Linked DNA regions of Ovis aries: region 2 is linked to region 1. A link is a contact called in public Hi-C data. All regions are on one chromosome and are shown on one strand. Each heading gives the region's core, a stretch centred on a gene start, on an enhancer-like site or on the middle of the called end of the contact. The rest is flanking DNA. Distances are from core to core; before and after follow the strand shown. Region 1 overlaps AHCYL2 (adenosylhomocysteinase like 2). Region 2 overlaps STRIP2 (striatin interacting protein 2).

Region 1 (6,830 bases), core at 3,387-5,886:
ATAGATTCACTTGCAATAGCGACAGCAATGGTAACTCTACATCATAAAATATTGAGTCTGGCGTATGATGTCATAGTGATAGCAAAGGTATCTTTGGGTTATAAAATATTGAGTATGATATATGTTATAAAATATTGTGTCTGAGATACAACTAGTTTCATCCTATAAGGTATATATAGAAACAAAGAATAAATTTTCAGAGTCTGTATACAGTTTAGAGGTGCTACACAAATCATTTCCAGAAACAACCAAAACCAAAAAATTTAGAACCTCAATTCAACAACTGAAGTTCACTACAAAGATAATCCATTACCCATCAAGAATTGATTCACGGCAACAGTAGAGGTTGTCAAATTTCTGTTTCGTGACTGAGTCATTGACATTCATGGCTGGAACACACAGCTTTCCAGCCTTGGATAGCTGGTAGAGCCTAAGGATAAAGGAAATAAAAAGAACATCCATCAGTTTCATATCAAATTTTACAAATAAGTTAATTGAGTAGGCATGACAGCCTGAGACACAACTAGTTTCATCCTATAAATTGTATATAGAGAAATAGAGAATACCTTTTCCAGAGTCTATATACAGCTTAGAAATAAAGATCTTAATCAAAAGGCACATGGGGAAAATCTTTGACCCATCTCTAAATTTTAAGGATTAAAATGTAAAACTTTACATTGATTATTAATTTTATTTCTCTTTTTAACTATAAGAGAAAATTTTAAGTACTGTTTTAATCCCACTACTCTAAAGCAACAATTTTAACTTTCAAATAGTCTTAATTTTATAATTTCAGTATACATACCTATAAATATGTATATCTACATGCGTACTAAGTTGCTTCAGTCATGTCTGACTCTGTGCAACCCTATGGACTGTAGCCCACCAGGCTCTTCTGTCCATGGGATTCTCCAGGCAAGAATACTGGAGTGGATTGCCATTCCCTTCTCCAGAGGATCTTTCTGACCCAGGGATCAAATCCATGCCTCTTACATCTCCTTCATTGGTGGGTGGGTTCTTTACCACTAGCACCACCTTTGAAGTCCATATATCTATATATAAGGGTTATTTATTTTTTTTAATTCAGTCAACTAAAAATTAGACACAGATGTTTTATTCAAAACTCACCCCTTTCTAAAAGTTTGAAAACTTGGGACAATTCATAGTTTTATACATTCAAAAAGATCACAATATAAAAAAGCAGTGATAGTGGCTTATTCAGAATTTATTTCCCTAAAACTTTCTTACTTTAGCTCTTTCTGGGTAAATAACAGGAAACAGAAATGGTTACAATTGTACTCAGGGAATTAAGACTCATTTGAGAAACAGAACCCTAAATACTTGCTCTCTGTGTATGAATGTAAGCTCTCTGAGGGACCAGGATTTTTTTCCCCCACTGCGAGATCCCTAGCATGGTTTTTAGAGCAGTTATTGGTTCAATGCAGAAGTTCAATAATTGAATTTGTCCCAAAAAGACAAGCAGTCATTGTATTACAATGCTAGAAAACATGAGGCCCACACTGTTCCCCTATCCACTCCTCATTATTTTAAGTTTGTTATTTGTGTTGTTAATTTAAAACACAAGTATGCAGATTCAGATCTCATCATTTCAGAGCATCATTTTAATTTTTAACATAATGTAGTCTATAAGTGGGCTTCCCTGGTGGCTCAGTGGTAAAGAATCCACCTGCCAATGCAGGAGACTTGGGTTTGATCCCTGTGTCGGGAAGATCCCCTAGAGAAGGAAATGGCAACCCACTTCACTGTTCTTCCTGGGAAAACACCATGGACAGAGAAGCCTGGTGGACTACCGTCCATGGACTTGCAAAGAGTTGAACATGACTTAGCAAATAAACAGCAACAACAATTCTGTAAGTATGTGATTACATGAACATATGTCCAGGCTGCATAAAGCCAGCATGCCTATGTCAAATCTTACCTATGGACTCCGGTAACACTCTCCTCCACGATGCCCTTGATTTTCTTAAACATGTTGGGATACTTCTTATAAATCCAGTGAGTAAGATCCCCTCCATCATCCAAGATCTAGAATAATAAGCATCAGTAATGTCATATTTAAAATTTTGTAAATGGTTAAACAAAGTAATTTACAGTGGTCATTATACAGAAGAAAACGACAGTGAGATGAAAGGTCAACTGTAATTCTCACAGCCAAGTGAACTTCCCAAATGACATACCTACTAGGATCAAACTTACAGCAATGCAATGAGGATTTTCTTATGGACTAATAGCTTAAGTGATTATCTAGACCACTAGCTCCTGACTGTACTATAGATAGTCAGAAAGCTTAAACCTAATAGCATATTTATATTAGTTAAATTCAGGACTTTGAATATAATCAGTGAAAGCTTAGTAAAACCAGATAATTAGTCTCTCTCCAGAACAATGGCTTATAAAACTGTATTTGTTAATCCTTTACTTGTCCCAAAGTACAGGCATTCTCCTACCCAAAATGCTCAGGCAGCACAGTAGGGTTTTGCCTAGCACAACCTCACACTCTCTATAAACCAAATTAAAAATAACTAGGGAACTGTGCAGCATGTAGGTGTGCAAGCATGCCTCTGAACAGCTCATCACTATTTCAGGTTGGGATTAAAGACAAACACAAAGCTGTGCCCACTGGAGCTTTCATCAGCGGAGGAAAGTTTCTGAATTATAAATAAGCTAAAGAAAGATTAGCTTAGAATACGATTAGGCAGTAGGCTGTGGCATTTCAGCCCTTTACCTAGCTGTCAGAAATGCTTGGCAAGACTTTCCAAATTGTCACATACACTCTCCCAGAAAGACCCACAGGACTGAGCTGCCCTCTGCTGGCACATGCCCATTTTGCAGTGCCATCAGTGAACTCCACTACAAGTGTCAAAGGCACCATCCTGGATCCCTGCCTACACACAATCTCCAACCTTGTGTCTAATACCTGACCTCTTTTTTGCTTCTGCCGTTGTTTTTTTGTTTTGGGCAGCACCACTTAGCTTGTGGAATCCTAGTTCCCTGATCAGGGACTGAACTCAGGCCCTTGGCAGTGAGAACATGGAGTCCTAACCACTGGACCACCAGGGAATTCCCAATTCTGCTCCTGCTGTTGATCTAATTTCTCTGATTCCACCAAACCTTATTTGAGAGTAGAGATCCAAGGCTGGACTCACTCTTACACTTGCTCCATACTGTAAGTCAGTGCTCCATTTTTCTTGTGGTATAAACCCTCAGAACAGAGTCCCTAAGGAACAGAAAGGGTCCTCTGCATTTCTCTCTCCCTTTTTACACATATGAAATCCCTCATGGCGTTTTTCCTTGCAGCCTCTGATCCCTAGCATACAAAATATGCTATACAGGAAAGACTGTATCTTAGAATAACTATTCTCATCCACTTCTTCCTTTTAACAAAGATTTTGAATACAGGCAGGTGGTTGCTATCCCTAATATTTATTTATTGAATAAAGCCTATAATTATTAGCCTGTCATTCTACTGCAGAAGATTCTTGTCACCCAGGAATCTTCCTGAGGTTAGCGAGCAAGTAAAAGTACTAGATCTTTACAGGATCCAAAAAAGATTATGAGTACTGTTTTCTGGGGTCACAGTTCTTATCCTTGTCTTACTTTGTCAACCTTTCCAGCAGTTTATGCTGATCTACAGTCTGTAAATGCTTGCTATGTACAATGCCCTGTCCTCCCTATGTTCGTAACTATACAATTAATATTTTATTCCCAGAAGAACCTCTGTCAGTCACACTCCGTTCTGGCACTGTTAAACTCTGCTGGAATGAGCTGACTCATTGTGCAGCCAACTCCTCCCTCCCTTTGAGGATACAAAGGTTTTAACCCAGCTTTCCTCAAATCAACCCTTGGTGCATTGTGACCTGCATCACAGAATCTAGAAAGACAGGCCGCTTCTCCCTCTGTCTCCCAGGTAAAGCCTGCTCTGCAGTCTTTAGCAGCAAGTAATAGTAGGACTAGCGCTTCAAGGATTCTTGTTTTTAGTTGATTTCCTTAATTTCTCCTCTCACTCCTATCCAGAAAGGTTTGCAAAGTAGGAGTGCATCGTACTTGTGCAGCTCTGTGCTCCCCTTTATGAATCTAATATGCTACCAGCCTTCAAGCACTTAAAAAAAAAGTGAAACAAAAATAAAAACTAAGCAAAAATTAAAAGCCCCAACTTCCTAAGGTGAGAAATGAATAAAGAAGAAATTTGAACTTTGAATCCCTTCAGGTTTACTATAAATTTGGCATGTGATTTTAGAGAGAAAGCTATGTACCACAGGAGCGGTGTGTGTTGGGGGAAGTGCTGGTAAGCAGTGTTAGGAGATAGTAACTCATTCATCTTACTTTTTAACTAGTCATGTGTGAACCCGGAGCAGTATTTTAACACTGCTGATGAATATGAGCACTTCTAAGATCAGCACTGACAATTATAAGCACTTTGAGGCTATAAAGAGGTTTAATATTCTTGGGATGTCCTAAGCATAAGAATCTAGTTCTGCTGGAAGCCCAAGTACATCAGATGAAAAAGGAAACATCTTCCTTCCTTCCTTCCTGTTGGGAAACCCTCTCCCAAGCCACATCCTCCCTCCCTGTACCCCCACGTCCCAGTGAACTGTGCTAACAGAAACCTAACACACCATGTTTGGCTGCCAGCCCTCCACATTCACACATCTGTCAATGCACCACCAGAAGTCATCTTCTGACTCTCCTTTCCAGGCAAACACAGGAAATCCTGAGAAAAAAGAACAAAGAGAAACCATTGAAGCTTGAAAAAAGTGCTGACCCTCAGTTTTGGCAAGAAGATTAGATGCTAGTTTTCCCCAGTTCCAAACTTGTTTTGCTGTTCTTCTTAGGCTGACTGATTAAATATTGTCTTCAGCCCCCTTTATCCATTCCTTCCTCTTTGGTGGTCATTTTATTCTTGTTAGACCAAAGAGGACAAACAAAAGGCCCAAGAGTATGAGGGATGCTAAAAATATGACTAAAGGCAAAAAAGAGGAAACTAGAAATATGTACTTTTTCATCTAGTCCAACTGGAATTCCCACCATTTCCCAATTACATTTTGATCTTTCTTTGCTTCTCTACCTTAGTCCTTCCACCTCCTTCATCAGGAAAACCCTTACACTCTTCTCCCTCTGTCCAAATGTTGCTACACTTCACTGGCCAATAAGTGGCATGTTCCTAATGAAGACTTATTAACTCAGCTGTAAGTGATCTCTCATGGAATCTGATCTTTTATTAGCCCCTTGCTGGTACACTGAATGTGGGTTTATGATCTGTTGTGGCATTATCATATATGTCCTTGTACTATCATTGTTTGTGTATGTGTCTTTTCTCCTCAACTACAATATAAGGTTCTGAGTGCAAAGACTCTCTTATTTGCCCTTAGAGTCAGTCAATCAGCATTTGTTGGGAAAATAAAAAGAAATGAATGTATATGTACAATTAATTGAACTACATATTTATATATGTGTACTTTCTATACATAATTTATACATTAATAAAAATTTTACGAATGAATGAATGTAAATGAAAGAACAAATAAAATGTTGACGGTGTTTGCAAAAGGAAAGATATACATGCACTATAGAACTTTCCCAGAATTTCTCAAGGGATCTGAAGCAAATTTTTTGTACCCTGATCTGTGTTGTGCTGTCAGAGAGGGAGCGCAAGAAACCGGCAGAGTACAAAGTACAAATTTCTCTATTTCTTTTTTTCTAACACAGTCATTTATTTTTCTTGCCATTGCCAAACATTTCCCAAATCTTACTCACCAGAAATTAACAGAGCTTCTCCATTTTCCTCCCTGACCATCCTTATGAATGGAAAAGGCTTTAAGGGAGCAACTGCCAATGACAATGTCAAGTGGATCGACCATGTCCTTCCTTTCTTTCAAAACTACCTGTTCTGGCAGTATCCCAGCCAGGTTTCAATGCTCCTGTGTTTCAAAGTGGTCTTCACAAAAGCCCACATTTTAAGGCTATATGGAGCAGCACAGAGAACAGTTAATAGTGGTAATAGCCTTTTAGATTTTGAAAAGGCAGTACTGGTCCACATCAGGGTTAAGGGTCTCTGACTTTTAATGTGGTGTAAGCCACAAAAATTGGCAATAATATAGAAGACCAATATTTATGGAAAAGGGGAAGAGAATTCAGAAATACAACAACAGAGCTGCTCTAATCAATGCTCCAAGAAAAAGCCATCCTGAAGGAGAAACAGCCTAACAGATACTATTGGCTAGGCGAGAGGTTCAGAAAAAGGACTCTTCTTTCCAACTCCAGATAAATATCTACACCTCGTGTCAAAGTGTCAGGTTATAAAGAGGACAAAACACAATGTCTAAAAAAGAGGGTAGAGGACAACATTCTTAGAAAATTCAGAGAGACAGACCTTGGCTAAAGGGAGATACAAGAACTTGAGAGTGCAGACTAACGATCAGGTCAAGTCCAGGGGAGAAGGAATGTACACCTTGGCTACCAATCTTCATGGCAGTACCAGCAATATTAGGGTTCTGTGTCAAATACCAGAGGCAAAAGGGTATTACTCGTCAATCCTCAAAACCACAGGAACAAGATAAACTGCAGGAAAGTTGATCTGAGGTGGTATTGATTTGTGCTGCTTTCCTCTTTCCAGTCATTTTATATGAGACTCATTTCTCCTAAGGCTGCATATCATGCCTGTGTGTCTGGTTACTTACTGCCACCTGGGACAAAGTATTTCCCAGGAAAACTTGCGTCCAGCGGGCCTAGCTTTTTTATTCTAAGTATTTTCTCACTTTAAATCCTAAAACCATAATGAGACAACAGCCTCCATAAATTCTGTCACCCAG
Region 2 (7,716 bases), core at 1,676-4,175, 55 kb before region 1:
CCCATTCGCTTACCAGGCTCTCTGTAGTAAGCTCCGGCAAATCCTGGATGGTACAGCATGGGTAATCCAGGACCGAGATGCTGCAAGATGCAGAGATAAGAACAGGCTTTAGGTAAATGGCAAAGGCAGCAAATGGCTACATCCGAAAGGGCAGACGGTTATTTCTCTTCAGCTAGCCCCATCTATTTCCAGAATTGCTTAGTGACTTCAGCTGAAATTGAGGGTTCTGGTGCCAGGCACCTCCAGATCCAGTCTCCTCTCCTCATAGTCATGAGAAGGACTGACAGAGTTCTTTCAGAGGCAAGAGAAAGCAGAGAAGGCACCTTGGTATAGCCACCTTTCTTTCCCGTTCCTTAAAGAAATACGTAAGCTCGTATGCATTTGTGTTTCTGTGTTTAAGTGTATATTTGTGTGTATGTAACTGTGTGCCCAAAGATGTTGCCCAAACTCATCCCACTTTACACATTATTGACTGAAGGATTTTTGCAGAAACTAATGCCTGTGGCTGGCGATTTGTTATGAAGGTGAAGTGAAACGCCTCCAGTCAGTAACGTTTAGGTAACAGAAAGATGTATTAATATGTCTCTGGTCAGTAAGTTAATAACAAGCTGTGAGAATGAAGACCTCTCCTATGTCTTACCAGATGTTTTTGAAAGCCAGGACCTCTGGGGATAAACCACAGAAGCCAATCCAAGAGGAAGCCTGAGACAGAGGCAGCTTCCTGCATCTGGGCCCATCTAGTAGCTCAAGGATGGTAACCGCATCTGCTCCCAAGAGACACTGGGGGACCGCAAGGGAGCTGGAGGCTCTGTGGTGAGCCCAGGGAGACAGGCATGAGTCAGCAGGGGAAGGAACCACTGCATGATGATGACGGGGCCCCGGCCACTCCAACTGACAGTTCTTTCTTTCCTCCTCCCTTTTTCGTGGGTACAATGCAGCATTTAGACTAGCTAATCTAATCTTTAATGCTCTTTCTGCTTCTGACATTCCATGAGGTTTGTCTTTAAAAAAAAACAAACTTTTTTGGCCAGGCTGAGGGGCATGTGGGATCTTAGTTCCCCGACCCAGGGATCAAACCTGTGCCCCCTGCAGTGGAAGCGTGGAGTCCTAACCACTGAACCACCAGGGAAGTTCCTTTTTTTTTCTCCCATGAGGTTTTTTATTTTTATTAATTTTAATTGAAGGGTAATTACTTTACTCCCATGAGGTTTTAAACACCAATCCACTCCAGTTAGAATAACTGGACATGGATAAACGATGTTGACAAAACATAGGATATAAAGAGGAATATGGGGCTCCTTGGACCTCTTCTATATTTCAAAGTCAAAATTTCTATCCAAGCAAAAGGCAACAATTTATTTGACTAGAAATGTTGACCTTTGTCCAAGAAACCCCCAAAGATAACCTAAGGGAATCAGGGTAGGAGAGGAAAGGGCCGTGGATGTACCTACTAGGTTCTCCCAGGGTTGCCAGTTTCACACTGCTCCGTTAGGATAAAGATTCCTGGCTGGCTACTCTACTTATCTACCCACTTTCTACTGACAAAGCCCTATGGCAAAGTAGGTACTGGCAACTGGGAAATGAGGGTGGGGAATCCAAGATGGGTTTGTTTCAATCTCATTGTATTAAATTCATCAAAACCCAAATTCTACCCTAAGGGGGCATAAAGTTCCAAGTTTCTAGTATATCTAGATTGTAAGAGCTATGAGGAAACTGCAGTAGCAAGCTGAAGGTGCTCAAGTTCTTGAGATTATGCAATAGTAAAGCTCATAAGTAACACATAAGAGGAACCCTGTACCCAGGCTGATCTCAGCAAACAGTGCAGTTTGGTACTACCACTCTTCCAGCTCCAAATGGAACCCGAAGGACACCTATTGGATTGTCTGCCCCCTACTTCTAGGCCCACAGTGTGGGGGCACCAAGTTCCTGAACCCCACTCTTCAGCCACAGTTATTGATCCAAGGGTGGACCTCTAACCCTGGGCATGTGGAACAGGATCAAGAGCCAGTTCAGTCTCTGAAATGGCACAGGAGCATGTACAGCTCAGGTGAGCATATTTTCACTAAGTGGCTTAGACATATTTCACTTAGTTGCTCAGTTGTGTCTGACTCCTCTGTGACCCCATGGACTGTAGGTGGCTTGCCAGGCTCCTCTGTCCATGGGATTTTCCAGGCAAAAATACTAGAGTGGGGCCATTCCCTTCTCCAGGGCATCTTCCCGACCCAGGCAGGGATTGAACCTGGGTCTCCTGAATTGCAGGCAAATTCTGGCTTAGGAAGCAGACAAAACTATTTGTCAGTGAGAAAGGAAAAGTTGGAGCGGAGGTGCAGAGGCCGAGTGGCCACAGATTGGAGGCACATGGCCCCCTGGGTTCTGGATGCTACAGACTGACCTTGAGGCCCAGAGCTGCACCTGGGGTGTCCGAGGTTCTTCAAGATGATAAACCACCCATTTCCTCCTAACAAATCCCCGTTCTGTGTGAGCTGACACACACAGGTGCCTTCATGAAGCTGTGGCTCTTCCCCAGCCTCACCGACACTTTCAGTTTCCCCTGGTGAGCAACTAGCACATCTTAAGTGCCATTTTTAAGGGGCAGAAGTCTCTTTGTAGTGAGGATAAACCCATTCTCTAGTGCTTCCTCCAAACAGGAAAAGTAAAGCATTCTCATTTATGTTTATCCTAACTAACGCTTATAAAAGTTTATGATAGAGTCAGAGTAGATATTATTCTCACTTTAAAGATGAAGATACTGTGGCTCAGAGAAACAGTCTTACACTTGAGATGACACAGCTAGCAAGTGGCAGATCCAGGTCAGGAATCCAGGTCCTGTGACTTTGGGCTCTGTGTGTGTTTTAAGCTATACAGAAGTAGGCTGTCTCTCTAGGGTGGAGTTTCTGGCAGTGCTGACAGACTGTGGGGCCAACATCTCCTAGCCCCTCTCCAGCCACCTCAAGTGTCACGTCAGCCTTCTTCTATTTTAGGAAACTTGCCTCTGGTAAAGCACTTCTGGTCAATTCTACTGATTAACATGCTTCCGGTTTTTGTGTAAGCAGCAAACTGAGGAACAAGGACCTACTCTGTTAACCCCCCAAGTCCCCACTTGGCTGGAGCAAGCCATAGCAACTGTGATTTAACCCTGCCTCTTCTTACTTAAAGGGTCTCTCTGGTGTGCTATCCTTAAGTAACTAACCTTTCTGAATTTGTTTCCTAACTGATGAAATGGGAATAAAACTTGTGATATGTCTTAGCACTGATGAGAAGATTAAATGAAGTAATGGACGTGAAAATACTGCAGTTTTTAAACTACAAATTGATCTATCGAAGTAAGGGTCTACTGTTTACCTTAAATTACAAATTCTGCATAACCCTTTACAAAATTAATTCAATTTATGATTTATACTAAAATCAGGGCTGGCCAGAAAGGCCAGCTGCTTCACAAAATAACATTTTTGGATCCTTCTGCCACAGGGCTGAAATTTATCGGTGCAGCTTCTTTTGAGTTATGGCATTACAGTTTTCAAAACTATTAAGTTACAAATATCTTTGTGAAGAGGCCAAATCATACAGCCCACCAGTAATACCTCAAGAAAACTACACTTGACAGTGACAGTTCTAAGACAGAAAGGACCAGGGAGAATGGAAAGGTGGCTCAGAGACAAAATAATTTCTCAATCCCCAAACAGCCTTTTGAAATAAACCTGTCCAGAGTCCTTACCCATTTTTGGCAGTGATGTAGGACAAGATATTTTGATTGAAGAACTTCAGGATCAATGGGATGCAGTTGGCAAATACCAAATGTTGTGATACATATTCAAACTGAATTAAAAAATCAAAGCAGAAAGGAAGCTTATTTGGGGGAGAATAGAAGGTCTGTATGAAAAATAAAGAGGCAAGTACAATTCTGACAGCCATTCCTAAGAATATCCACTGTCCACTTGTGTTAACAGTCTTCCTGTCTGGGACGTGGGAAGAGCCATCTTCAGCCAGCCTAGCCTACATAGAAGGGAACAGTCTGCAGTGTGTGTATGTTGCAAGCGCCTGACCAAAAGCACAAAATGTACACAAGCCAGAAAGAAAATCCCACTCCAGATAAACAGAAAGAATAGCTGTGAGATTTGTTCCTAAGCTCTACAGGAAAAGGATGGCTCCCCAAGGGAGTTGCCTTCCATACCAAAGCTCTGGCTCACAGGGTTTCAACTGTGATGGATATGCCAGGAACAGGTGCAGCGCAGCAACTGTTGGCATCAGTCAGGATGGATACGGTGCGTGGTAATCAAATGAACCACTGGAGTGTGGGCTCCAGGGTGGGTCTGGTTCACTGGACTAGCCCCTATACTTAGAATATCAGTATTTTAATGAATCAACAAGAGTCCTTCAGTCAACAGATAATGCACTAAGAATAAGTCCAAGGTCTTTTTGATAGGTGAAACAATAGAACATAGCACTCCACTTTGCTCTCTTGAATTTGGATAGGGTTTGCTTCCAGGAAGACCTACTGGGGCAGTGTCATGCAGCTGTGTCATCTGGCTTTTGCCCATGATACACTGAAGAGCATCACACACAGTTTGTCTCCAGAATCTAAACTACTCTAAGTGTAGAAACTGGTTGAAAAAGCACAGAACTGCAGTGTTTTAATTCCTTTAGCTCTTACTGATTCCTGATCACCAAAAAATAGCCATGGCAGCACACTTAGCTGCCCTCTCCCAAGGTGTATGGCTAGAGGTGAGGAGTCAGCTTGTGTTGCCCAGTTCTCTCTTCTGCTCAAATATCTTCTCCCTGGCAGCTGACCCAGAGTATTTTGCAAAGCCTCAGGTGCAGGAGCCAATACAAACCTACTGTCAAGTGATGGGAAACATCTTTCAGTTTGAGACACGTCTGTAGCCTTGTCAGGACACACTGACATGTACTGGCAAGGCCCATCAAGCCACCCACCTGTCTGGCTGTTGATCCACATACTGCCCACCAAGAGAAGCAGACAGAAGCACACATAGGCAGATCTCTTTCTACTAGGAACACTATTTCTCACTCATCCCTCCCTACTCCTCCCAGCCCTGCTGCTGCTCTGCAAACACTGGTAGAGGTGTGCGTCCTCGGGGTACCCTAACACACTACAAGATGTCTCTGAATGCACTGAAGTGGATACATATCCAGGTTGTACAGATGCACCTGCCATGGACACAGACTCTGCAGGGCCTCCCTGCACGGAGCTCCTGCTGTTTTAGCAGCAAGCTCGGTTCTGACTTCTCAGGAGGAATGGGGCAGAGCCTCTGTGCAAGAGTGAGAAGCTCCACCTCCTCTCCATGTCTCACCGCAGAGAACACTCACTCACTGCCCTCATCTTCTCCTGTGTCTTGGCAACACCCACAGCACCAAGTCCAAACTCCGTGGCATGGCAAACATTGCTCTTATGGCAGGTTCTTAACCTCTTTTAGCCTCAGTGGAGTAAAGTAAGACCCACCTCGCAGGGTTGAGAGACTTTGATGAGATCCCAGATGAACCTCTCGGAGAGCTGGCCACAGTGTAATTACTCCCTAACCGTGCGCTGGCACAGGTTTCGCTTTCTACTCCCCACCACCCTCTCCAGCTTTGCGTTACCACCAGAGCTCCCCGTCTCCCTCTACCTCATGCAGATCTCCAGAAACGTTTGATTAGTTTCCAAAGGTACTTTGCCCTCTCCCCTCAGGAGTTTCACAAACCAGCTTTTCTGCTTTAAATGCTTCCTGCCATCATTCCCTGACAACTCCTGCACCCTGGCTAACAAGTTTTCTGTAGGACTCAGGTTAGGAGTCACAGCTTCTCCACCTCAGGCTGGATTAGGTGTTTCCAAGGCAGCCAATGCTTACCTGTAACACAGCACTTATCACTCCATAATTGCCTACTTTACATCTGTATCCTTTATAAAACTTCAAAGCCCTTACGAGCTAGAGGATGCCTTATATAGGAGTCTATCTCAAATGTTAGAACAGTGCTTCACATACAGAAAAGTATGCTCGACACTCCCCACCCCCTCTTTTGGTGGCATGCTTGAGTCCTGTCTTCCATTGCTTCAAAGCTGGCTGGGCATATTCCCAAGAAGCTAGGGATTCCTACCTACGACCCCTGGATAATGTTCAAAGGACACAGACATTTGCAACTTTCTAGGACAATTCCCCACCTTGTGCCCCAAGCTTGTGCAACACGTATCTGAATTCCGTAAGACAAAGAACGATGCTCTGCTGGACTCCAAGGCCCTTGTGTTCTTCCTTTGGACGGCAGGACCTGGAGGACACCTGAGGGGTGTGGAGAAGTGCTCTGAGCTGCTCACCTGGTAGATGTGGTTCAGTTTGAAGTGTTTGAGGAGCAGCAGGAGCAGGGCAGAGATGCTCTTTACAATGATCTCCTTGTGCCTGTTCACATCGATGCCCAGCTTCATGCTTTGGAGAACAGTGATGCTACAACAGGGAAAGGAAGAGTCAGTGCAGAGGGTGGCCTTAGAGAGAGGCCTACGGGGACACATACAATACACACCAGTAAGCCAGAACCTGAGACACCTGAGCTGTGCTAGGAAACCTCCAGAGTTCCCACTTGTGAGTCTGTCTGGAGAAAAAAGTTCCTCTGATACCTTTGTGTCTCTCTCGCCTTTGGCAAGCTTGTCTCTTAGCAATGTCCACCCACATACACATGCAGCCAGTGATGTGGCCCTCCAGACCCTCAGTTCTGGGCTCAAAAGAGCACAGAGAGAGCACTGCAGTGGAAAGGGGCTACTGGTGGCAGAGAGATCTCCTTGGAGACAATCCCTGTAAGTGTTAACAAGGTGAGGCAGGGATGAGAGAGACTCTGCAGACAAGAGAGTGAGTATTACCAGCTGCCCCCACTGAAGCACTTACGGCATCTCCTCAGGCAGGACGTCTGCCAGGATATTGATAGAGTCTGTCTTAGCCTTGGAGGTGGGGGCTGCAGCCAGTAGAATCTTAAGCAGAGCAATCTGGGAAGCAGAAAAAGAGGAAATCTACCCCATTCAACAAGGCTATCCTTCCACAACTCAACAGCTCTAAGAGAAGTGTTTGAAATCCTTGCTCCAAGTCCTTCACTCAATAACCAAAGCTCCCTACCTCCAGAAGGGCAAACTGGTGCCCAGTCCTGACAGGCCTGCCTGGGAGGCTAAAGAGCCTGAAGAGATGTGCTTACAGACTGTTCTGCATCAAGACTGCTCTTTCCAAAGAGGATGAGAGAAGGAGCAGAGAGAGTGGGGGCAATGCCTAGAGATTAGGTCGGAGGGAAAGGCAAGATCCACCCCTCCCCCACCCTCTTCCTTCCTCTCCCTCAGACCATCAGCATCCTCCCCTGGGAGACTGAGGCCAATTAGGACACCGGAAGCCACCTCGGAGGAACTAAGGCACTTACTCAGGAGAGGCCCCTGGTGCATCCTGCATGGAGCCTACCCCATTCCCTACCTCTCCCAAACAAGGACTTGGAGGTAGAGACAAGTCCTCCTTCCTCTGGGAGGAGCCCCAAGGGGAGATCAGAATTCTGAAGTGTCAGAGAACACCACCCGGTGGGTGAAGGCTCAGGAAGCAAACTCAAGTGACAGAGGGCTCAGCTTAAAAGGGCTCTCTGTCATCTCTCCCTCGCAGCTGAGAAGCTCTCACAGCCCGGACCTGGCTGTCTCCTTACCATGTACTGGGGGAGGCTATACAGCATGCCCTGGTAGAGGATTTCGCATGGTGTCTCTGGTAC

Evidence for each region. A called contact is a pair of places that touch in the nucleus more often than the background predicts.
Region 2: a contact with region 1 is called in a Hi-C map of liver, with 3 times the contacts expected there. The contact joins two enhancer-like sites. A contact is called at or near these places in 7 of 16 Hi-C or Micro-C datasets (hypothalamus, liver, mixed tissues and 4 more).

Annotation. Positions count from the first base shown.
Region 1 is chr4:94,998,622-95,005,451 of ARS-UI_Ramb_v3.0, reverse strand. AHCYL2 (adenosylhomocysteinase like 2) reads right to left here. Exons shown (of 16, transcript XM_060415121.1): 6 at 4,638-4,732; 7 at 1,940-2,046; 8 at 314-430. It also overlaps the pseudogene LOC105608857. Among named protein-coding and RNA genes, the nearest start is that of STRIP2, 28 kb to the left of the region's middle. Within about 2 kb of position 4,636, at least 2 of the 54 cell types and tissues checked have an H3K27ac peak or open chromatin away from gene starts, as enhancers often do. A contact at or near this core is called in liver, where this site is marked.
Region 2 is chr4:95,051,395-95,059,110 of ARS-UI_Ramb_v3.0, reverse strand. STRIP2 (striatin interacting protein 2) reads right to left here. Exons shown (of 21, transcript XM_060415119.1): 14 at 7,654-7,716; 15 at 6,867-6,964; 16 at 6,155-6,431; 17 at 3,716-3,816; 18 at 14-80. Among named protein-coding and RNA genes, the nearest start is that of STRIP2, 25 kb to the right of the region's middle. Within about 2 kb of position 2,925, at least 3 of the 54 cell types and tissues checked have an H3K27ac peak or open chromatin away from gene starts, as enhancers often do. A contact at or near this core is called in liver, where this site is marked.